Linked DNA regions of Oryzias latipes: region 2 is linked to region 1. Evidence: chromatin contacts called from public Hi-C data. All regions are on one chromosome and are shown on one strand. The core of a region is the stretch at or near the end of the contact, and the rest is flanking DNA. Distances in the headings are between cores, read along the strand shown. Region 1 holds the start of LOC101165969 (insulin-like growth factor-binding protein 1). Region 2 holds the start of LOC101166465 (tensin-3).

Region 1 (4,850 bases), core at 1,004-3,503:
CGACTCACACAAACAACAATTCTCTCCCCCAACAGCAGCATGTAGCAGAGCCGCCTCAGCTCACTGTGGCGCCCGCTTTTTGTGGTCATGTGTTCTTGGCCTATATAGAGAAGGTGTCAAAGTAGCAAATCTTGTTTGTTTCCCAACAGACACAGCAACACTACTGGCAGCAGACATGTAAATATCGGAGGTAGGTACATGTAGAAATACCCGTTTGAGAGGTGGCACAGTGAGCGGCCACCTTCCTGTGCCTATCTGTATCTGCAGCCCCATGGAAGCATGGGAAATGTTTTCTGAGCCTGCAGAGGATTCTCTAAGAGGAGTTTTGTATCGACCAACGGCAGCTGATGTATCGCATGAGGAAATAAAGGCTAACAATGTAACAGAAGGAAACAATGGCTAAAAAAAGAATCATTAATGACTTTTGGTCACTCAGTGCTTTTTTTTTTCTTTATCTTTCTTGGTTTGTCACAAACCAAAACCTAGAAACAACTCCATAAGGGCAGAGCAACTTAAAAGCAGAGTTTCTCAGGGCCAAAATCCATATATACACTTTATACATGCTTAAAAATAATATTTAAAAAAATAACAAAAAGGCAAAAAAAAAGATATAAATACTCGTGAATAATTACAAATACCAAATAAAATGCACTAAAATAAATAAGACTGAAGAGTAGAAATAAACGCATCAATATAAAATCTCCTTTTCAGAACAAACAAAATAGATTTTTTTTCTCTTTGGGACGGGTGCAGGATAAAGGAATGAAGGGGTTTCGGGGTGGCTGGGACCCCCGTCTCACATGGACAGTGTACCTGAATCAAACATAGACAAAGCTTATTAAATAAACCAAAAAAAGGTTAAATCAGTGGCTTCTTTCTTCTTCTTTTGTTCTTGTTTTTTCTTTCTCTTTTAAGGACACTCGGCATCTGCAGGCAGGTCGGTGGAACCTAAAATCTTCTTGCCATTCCAGGAGTTGACGCACCAGCAGGGACCCCTCTGGCCATCCAGAGAGGAATCACACTGCAGAGGTGAAGAGAAAGGAAACAAGACATTTAGATGGCTGATATCCATCACCCTCACTGTCAGAGCTGTTTGAACCTCAGACCAACCTGCTTGGGTTTGTAGAAGCCGCGCTTGTCGCAGTTTGGGAGGTAGAATCTGGTCAATTTGTCCCCAGCTTTTTGCTGGGATTTGGCTATTTTTTCCATGGCGGTCTGCAGCTCCAGGAGACAGGGACCCTGTTTGATGGAAGAGGCCGAATAAGTGTGGGATCTGCTGGCAGCAACACTACAGCAGTTTTTTTTTACTGTTTAAAAATTTTTAAAAAGCGCACGTGCTCCCCCTTGTGGCTCATCCACCTATCTCCCAAATCTTCCCCCAAAAGTTTTGGAAAGGCGCGCTTTTAGGAAGACCAAAGCACTTACTTGCTCAGGGAAGATCTTGCGGATGGCGATGAGTTTGGCTTTCATGCTCTCCTGGGCGTCTGCGGCCGCGCGCGGGTCGTAGGGTTTACTGAGACCGGCGAGGTAGAGGCCGGTGTCCGGGATGCCGGCTGTGTTGTCCATCTCCGCCTCCGACTCTTCCTGATCTGATGGAGGGACGTGAAGGAAGATGAGTAAGAAGATGGAATGAAGCGCAAAGGTGCAGCAGTGAAGAGGAAAGGGGGGAAGAGGAGGAGGAGGGGGTGGAATCACGGGGCCTACCTTGCGTCTGGAGCTCCGGGATGGGCTCCTGCACGGTCACCTCCGCGCACACGGCCTGTCCGCGGGTCAGGGAGTGCAGCGGCCGGGGGTCGTCGGGTCTTGGGGTGCACTTGAGTCCGGAGCCGCACGGCGCCGTGTAGATCCCGCACATCTCCCCGCGCTTCAGCGCGCAGGCGAGGCAGCATCCGCAACCGGGCTCCCGCAGCACCTCTGCGCATCCGGGCGCCACCGCGGGGCACTGGCTCAGCCGCTCCGGGGTGCACGGTGCACAGCGGAACGGCTCTGGCCCCACCATGGGGGACCCCAGCGTGACCGCGGCGAGCGCAGCGCAGCACAGCGCCGCCACCACGACGCGCCTCACATGTAATCCAGCCATTGCCGGCATGATAAGACACTCAGCGTGGAATATGGATCGGAGAGCAGGTCAGACGGAGTGATCAGATGAAGGAGCCGGTCAGATTCCCCGCGGCACTGTGCTGCCTTTTCCTTGGATCTTAGAGAAATGTCTAACTCTGCGCCGCGCACAGCCGTATTTATAGCCGGCCCTCTATGACTGTTTGACGCATCGGCGTTATGAATGATTTCTGAAAAGAAGGTGTAATGAGACAGTGCGCTCTGATTGGCCCGCTCGCGTCCGGTCATGCCGCTCATTTGAATACAACTATCTATCACGTCAATATTTATTTTGGAGCAGGCGGGCACTTGGCACGTACGACCTACGGGTGACGACACCAGTGTTTGATGTTGCGATCACCCCCTCCCCCCTTATTCCTCACTAGGGTGCTACTTTTTAACTGGTTTACCAGTTAACAAAACCCTCTGCTTCCAAAAGCTTCAGAGGAGTGGATGATCTGCACGCGTCTTTATTTTTTTTAAATAATCAATTAATAAGTTCATTTTGGGGCAGTCCCTGAATTCAGTGTCAATTTATATGAGATTATATGTCCCCCTGCCTCAATATACAAACATATTTAAAACAAAAACAAATAGATCCAGGAAATAATGGAGAGTTTTGGGCATAATTTGCGCAAATTACGCACGCCCACGTTGCGCGCAAAGGGCTCCTGGCGCGACATGATCAAGCTCCGCGGAAGGACAATGAGCCCTAAGTTACAAAAATAGCTGCTCCAAAATGAGTTTTTGTTTTTCTGGAGGGGGGGGGGGGGTCATCTCAGGACCGTGGTATGCGTGCGCTCCAGCCAGCTTTTGGACTCCTCTCAGGAGATGTCCTGTTTTAATTGCCCCCCCCCCCTTTTTTTTTTCTTCTTGGGGTAATAATAGGAATCGGATCAGCCTGACATGACCACAGACACGTTTCTCTCATTCCCACTCGCCGAGGGTTGGAGTGTCCCGCCATTAACCCCCACCCACTCCCGGTCGCAGCCCATGCACAAAAATGTCCCAGTTATTGTAAAAAAAAAATCTGATTCATTGTCACGTCACGTTTTAATGAATTGCACCCGTGTTTGTTTGTTTGGTTTTTTTCTGACGCAACGGTCTGCATGGTGTCGTGCTCCCGCACGTAACCGCGTTGTGGGATTGCATCATCTGATTGCACTGATGCCCCGCTCTTCCGCCGCCCCGGGGCATCGGGAAGCTTCCGTTGATCCTGCATGTGCTGCTTTTCGCCCCCTCAACGGAAGACGCAGGTGTCTCCAGGTGAGATGATGAGGATGATGATGATGAGTCACACACCTGTAGTGCAGGTTAAACTGGAGGGCAACGGGGAAAGGTGAGGGAGAACATGTCTTCTTTTTATGAATGGTTTCATAGTTATGGCAAACGGGAAGTTGGTTGAATTTTCCACTTGACCTAAAGATGCCAAATCAGGGTGGAGGTGTGTGTGGGGGCGGGGGGGGGGAGCTGCTCCAAAGCTCAGGATGTTAAAGCTTTATTGGGTGGAAAAAACACAGAAGGTGTGCTTTGGTTTCACAATGTACCACTGAGAGAAAACTCCTTTACATAGAAGCATCCTACACTTACAAGAGATGCCCCTTAGGGGGCGCTGCACAGCCAAAACAGTCCCCCCAGAAACAAATGAAAGAATTCTGAATGTGAAATATTTTCCTTAAAGCCCCACTCCAATGAAAATTGTGTTTTAACATTTTTTTGTGGCCTTTTTCTGAAGATAGATGATATATATGACAAAATTAAGCTTAAAATTATATTTCTGGGTATTCTTTTAGACAAATAGATCCATGACAGCCGCAGTACTTCTCGCCATGTAGTTGCACCAGTAATGTTAGACTAGGGGTATCGGTGGCTGTAAGCTAGCGGGAGAACACGTAAATAAACAGATAATGGGAAGTTTGGACAGGCTTACTCTGCGCCAACAGTCCTGCCCACAATTCAGAGGCGTGTTCAAATCAACTAATACTTACAGAAAGTATGTCCTGGAACTTGATTTTAGATTTTGGCTAAAAAGCGGCATAATCATAATTAAAAAACCACTGGGAGCGATTTTACAATAGATCCAAAAATTGGAGAACTAAACCAAAAATCTGCCACTGAGGTAGGAAAAATGGTCAAGAGTTTCTCTTAAAATAGAAAATCTAGTCACTAAGACATGTTTTTTTAAATTGAGATAATTTTACCACTGAAAACTTTCTTAATAAGATTATTTTTCTTGCAAGAAAGACATTTTTCTTAATACAAAGGTTCATTTATTTTCCTAAGATGTGTTTTGTGTTGTGTATTGCCTGAAAACTGACCTTGAATGTTTAATTTTGACTATTAACATTTAGCTGAACTTCTCAAACACACATTTCGTTATTTGATCTTCACCTGTTTTTGTATTGACTGCATATGAAAACAGGAGTGAGTGTTACTTACTTCAAAGTCTATTCCGTCGCCAAATATCTGCAATACAGACGCCGTCAGTTGGAGCCAGACAACGACAGTAAGCAATGATGGGTCCGAGTCGGCCTGAGGTTTCTATGTCAACTACTGTCGCCAATCAGGAGTGAGCTTGTTGGAAGTTCATACCCCTTTCATTGAAAGCGGGCGCGGGACAATCTGTCAGTCAAACGTTTTGAATGTTTGAGGCATGCTTTTATTCAGGCATCCGATTGGCCGGTTTATAACTTGTATAACCTTCATTACAGTAAAAAATCTAACGAAAAATAAAATAAAAAAAGGTATCAGAT
Region 2 (4,512 bases), core at 630-3,129, 160 kb before region 1:
TCCTTATCGCAATCTGCAGAAGGGAGGTGGCTCCCAGCCCCTTCCCAAAGAGTTTGGCTTCCGCGCCTCCGCCCTCATCCTCGCCGATGGAGGGTCTCTTCCCAGCGTGCTGTGGTGATAATCCGCTCGGTTTCACGGAGTTACTGTCACTGCCAGAGTCGGGCGTCCCCTGCGGTACTGGCGAAGCCGATGGAGCCCCAGAACTGCTTTCATTCGTACTTTCCATGCTCGTTGAGTAGCAACAGCCGGTCCGGTAGCAGCAACAAACCGCAGGTGAACGTTAGCCTGCGTTAGCTTCGAGCAGCTAGCTCGGTCTAGGTCGTTTCTCGGAGTAAAAGAGTGTTAGCTCTAGCATGCTAAGGTGCTGCGCATTTCCCCAACGGAGTTATCCCGCTACATCATCCCATTTTACCGGGCACCGGTTAGCTCTCTGCGCGGAGCCAACCTGCTGGTCGAGAAGCGAGAGGAAGCTTTTTTAGCTGTTAGCCATTGACAAGAGAAGTAGCGACTATTTTTACAGTAGAGCCCCGAAGAGGGTGGCGGTCAGCGACACACTCTGGACAGGGCGGGGCCTTATTGGATATGAATTATGATACGTTTACGGTTAGACAAAGCTCGGAATTTTCAAATTTCATCCCCTGACAAGAAACAATTCCTGCGAGTTCCTTAATGTTTTGCATAGCATAGTTACAGAAATCACGTTGCAATTGCATTTCACGTGTTTTAAATATAAAAGCAATAAATTTACGATGTATTAATATTCTTCCGATTTTCCCAGCATAGTGTCCCTTTGTTAATTAAAAACATTTACTATGAAATCTAAACACTGACTGATGACTGTTGCAAGCAATTTTAACATGCTGAAAAAATGCCCTTGAAGGCAACACTAACAGTTGTGACAAAGCAAGTTTGTCACTCGCAGAGGTAAATATAAACAATGACACTGCATTTTTTCGTAGTAAACCTTACATATGCATAAAAAGGGCAAACATAAATTTACTTAAAAAAAGTTTTCTTAGGTCTATTTATCAAGGTGTAGATGTTAAAATGATGAACATTACATGTCCTTTAGCGCCACCCACTGGAGAGAAATAAAAAATACAACTTCTTTTATTATTTTAAGAAATGCATTTTCAATGCCTTAAGTGTGATTAAACTTTTACAATATTGTTAATTGTTTGAAAGAATGTTTTACTAGGAAAAAAAAACATTTCCATAGTAAGATATTAAAATAAATGTGAACCATTTTAACAGATTATTTGTACTTTGGTGGCTTGTTTTTCTTTTTTGCAATATTTTTCCTATTTGGGTCATTTTATTTAAGAATCCACATTTTTGACATTGAAATGTTTATTGTTTTTAGGAAATTAACTTGATATATGGGATCAAAATTAAGTTACACTATTGTAGCTAAAACCTTTGCTTTGTTTGTTTTAAATTATTATCTGAATTGTTAACAATTGCAGGGGGTAAAATGTTTTATACTGATCCAGAAAGTCAAACATCCTAATTTCATTAAATCTAATAATGCTTTAAATGTGCAAATTAAACAAAAAATGAAAATAATCATAATCAGGGGATGTCTTTTTCATTTTTTTTAAACCTATTTGTGTTCTTTTTCAATGAAACACACAGTAAACTTTTTATAATTTTACTATTAAATTCAGATAAATTGCATATTAAACCATTTGAACAGCGTCTACTTGTGTCTGGGTGCTCCTCTGTGGGGCTGTGTTCCAGTGGACTGCTGTCACTTTGCAGGCCAACAGAGGGCAAAGTGCAAAGCCGTGTTGTAACTGTGGAGTTCATCACATTATTTCTCTCGCTCTGCTTTTCCCTTGCTTCCTCCTCCCACTCTCTGTCTCCACCTCATTTTTTTTTTTACATATCAGTCACATACAGACTTTGGCTCATCCGTCTTCATTGAGCCGTAAACCTAAAGAAGACTTTTGCAGCTAAACTGGCCTATTTGTCCGGACACGTTACAGTAAAGTTCAAGCAAACGTTGACCTGCTCTTTATTGCTCCCGAGATTTTCCTTGAATGCAGGCGCCCACTCAGGTAAGAACATGTGACTTTGAAGGATTAATCATAAGTGGAAAATGTCTCCCTTTGCATTGTGGAGATTAGCTTATTGACATTTTAAGACAAAGAGCCTACAGAGGCCTGTTTGTAGAGGGTTTAAAAGATCATTTAATCCTGCATTAGGGTTTGCAAACTTGCCTTTTTTGAAAGATGTAACAGCGCCGTCTCTGAGTGTGTCAAAAGAACATTTTTTAAGCTTGAGGTTCTGGTAGAGGCATGGCAAAAGAAACAATGAAAGTAAATGTTTTTAAACATTGGAATAATCGGAAATTAGTCCATGGAAGAATAATAGCAGAGGACAAAGCAGGGAAACGGTTTGGATTGAAGATCACAGCTGGGAAAGGGTCCTGTCACTTTCATTTCTCCGGTATTCCAATACTTTTGATCAGATTTACTCTTTAATGCAGCAAAGGAGCTGTAAAGAAAACATAAAGACAAGAAAAATCCCTTTAAAAGTAGGGAAATAGAGACTATAATTAGTTGTGGTTAGTTTAGGGCTCAAGGACTTTGCAGAGCAGCTCTCTACCCAATTTCAGCATGTGCACACGCACATGTGTGGTTGAGTCGCGCACTTCCGTTTGTTTTGGTTCCTCTGGTGAGGCCTTTTTAAATTTAGATGTTCTGCTGTTGGAAAAACAGCACAGAAAATGCACAATTGGAATGAAGTCACTCACTTTGATGGCCTGCCCAGCCCTGTCGAGCAGTTCTGGGAAAAACAGCGATGTAGCAAAATGAATGTGAATGTAAGCCCTTCTCACACTGTCGGAGGACTTTTATTGATGACCTGCGAGGCACTGCACATACAGGCATGTCTGTTGTTCTGGCCTTGTTTGTTTGCTTTTTGTTGCTTTTTAGTTAAAATGTTTTTGCATGTTTTTGCATGAACTTTATTCAAATAATGTTTGTCCTCCACAAACACCATTTAAAAATGAATAAAAACATCCAAAAAGAAATGTTTGTTAGTATTTGACATAGAAAAACAAAGCAGAGGGAAACCTAAGTATACATCTATTCTTTCAAGAAAATAGTAAAACAAAAAATTGTAAAAGCAACAATGTGGACTCAACAAGTCTGGATTATATGAAAAATAGGCATGTTGTGTTGTTTAAATGGCATGTAGTCTGTATTTTACACATTTTGTGTAAGCCCACTTCAGCCTAAGCCGTTTTGGAGGAACACTTAGACCCTCGCAATTAGACCCTCAGCTGGACAAATAAGCTTACACACCCCCAGCTTTTATTTGGGTAACTGTCAAAACGTAAGAACTATCTTTTTTTTCCCCATACACAGAAACACTGATAAGAAGAAAAAGATCTGTAAACACAAGTAAAAACCTGGGGCCATGAATGACACAGGTGAAACTTTTCCCACTATATGTGAACCCTGCAAACACAACTACAGTAATAAATGTCTTAATCTCACTGCAAAACATTCAAGTTATTAAAAATAAAAATCAACATGAAAGCAGTTCCTTACATCCCGGATAGCTCAGTTGGTTAAGCACAGGCAGGACTGGCACATGGGCAACCAGGGTTTGATTCCTCAGGGTGCATGAGCTGAATCCAGTGTGGGTCCTTGGGTAAGAGCCTTTGCGGCCTAACTATAGCCACGAGGGTGCTCCGATCTCCCTGTGCAGGTCCCCAGCCCAGATGAAGGTATTAAACTCTTTGCCAAACCACTAGTGTGAATCAGTGGAAGCAGACATGCTGTGGCACCACCTGAAAGGATATCCTGAAAGGTGAACAACAACAAACAACAGGGCTGTGTGACAGTGGTCAGGGGAATCACCGTGGTTCAAGTCCCGGCTGGGACCTTTCTGTGTGTAGTTTGCGTGTTCTTCTTATTCATGATTGGGTTTTCCCCGGGACCTCTGGCTTCCTCCAACAGTCCAAACATCGATTCATAGGTTAAAAGGTGTCTCTAAATTGCCCTTTGGTGTGGGTAGTGGGCAGCCCTGCAGCAGATATTTGACCTGTTTAGGCCGTACCCCACCTTCATCTAACAGTTGCTGGATTAGCTCCAGCAGTCCTGGAACCCCAAAAGGAATTTAGCTTAGTTAGGAAGATTCCTTCTTTGGTTTATTGCAAATAGGGTTGATCTGCATGAAAAATCCACACCAGTTTTCCTTTATTTACACACTAGTCTGTGTATTACTGTTTGAATATACACAAATGCAGACTGCTTTTTTTTCGATTTAAGAACCAACAAACCTCATTCATGCGGAATTTTTTCAAAACATGTGTCCTCTATTTTGTCAAACAGGAAAACCAAACAATAAAATCATAGAAAAACTTTCATTGATGCTTGATAAACATGCAAAATTAAAACAGGGTCTTTCAAAGGAAGCACCAACCATTTTTTAGTATTAAAAGTACATTCTAGTACATAAAACAATACAAGAAGAAAATTAAAAACATAAAAAATATAC

What was found. Hi-C and Micro-C count contacts between places; a contact is called where the count stands out from the background.
Region 2: a contact with region 1 is called in a Hi-C map of embryo, with 2.0 times the contacts expected there. The contact joins the promoter of LOC101166465 here to the promoter of LOC101165969 in region 1. A contact is called at or near these places in 3 of 5 Hi-C or Micro-C datasets (embryo and fibroblasts).

The regions. Positions count from the first base shown.
Region 1 is chr4:21,535,461-21,540,310 of ASM223467v1, reverse strand. It overlaps LOC101165969 (insulin-like growth factor-binding protein 1), which reads right to left and starts at 2,253. Exons shown (of 4, transcript XM_023954395.1): 1 at 1,705-2,253; 2 at 1,426-1,589; 3 at 1,111-1,239; 4 at 1-1,021. The coding sequence starts at 2,089. The coding sequence ends at 911.
Region 2 is chr4:21,696,667-21,701,178 of ASM223467v1, reverse strand. It overlaps LOC101166465 (tensin-3), which reads left to right and starts at 1,879. Exons shown (of 27, transcript XM_020702551.1): 1 at 1,879-2,060. It overlaps LOC101166954 (PH domain leucine-rich repeat protein phosphatase 1), which reads right to left and starts at 595. Exons shown (of 17, transcript XM_023954400.1): 1 at 1-595. The coding sequence starts at 226.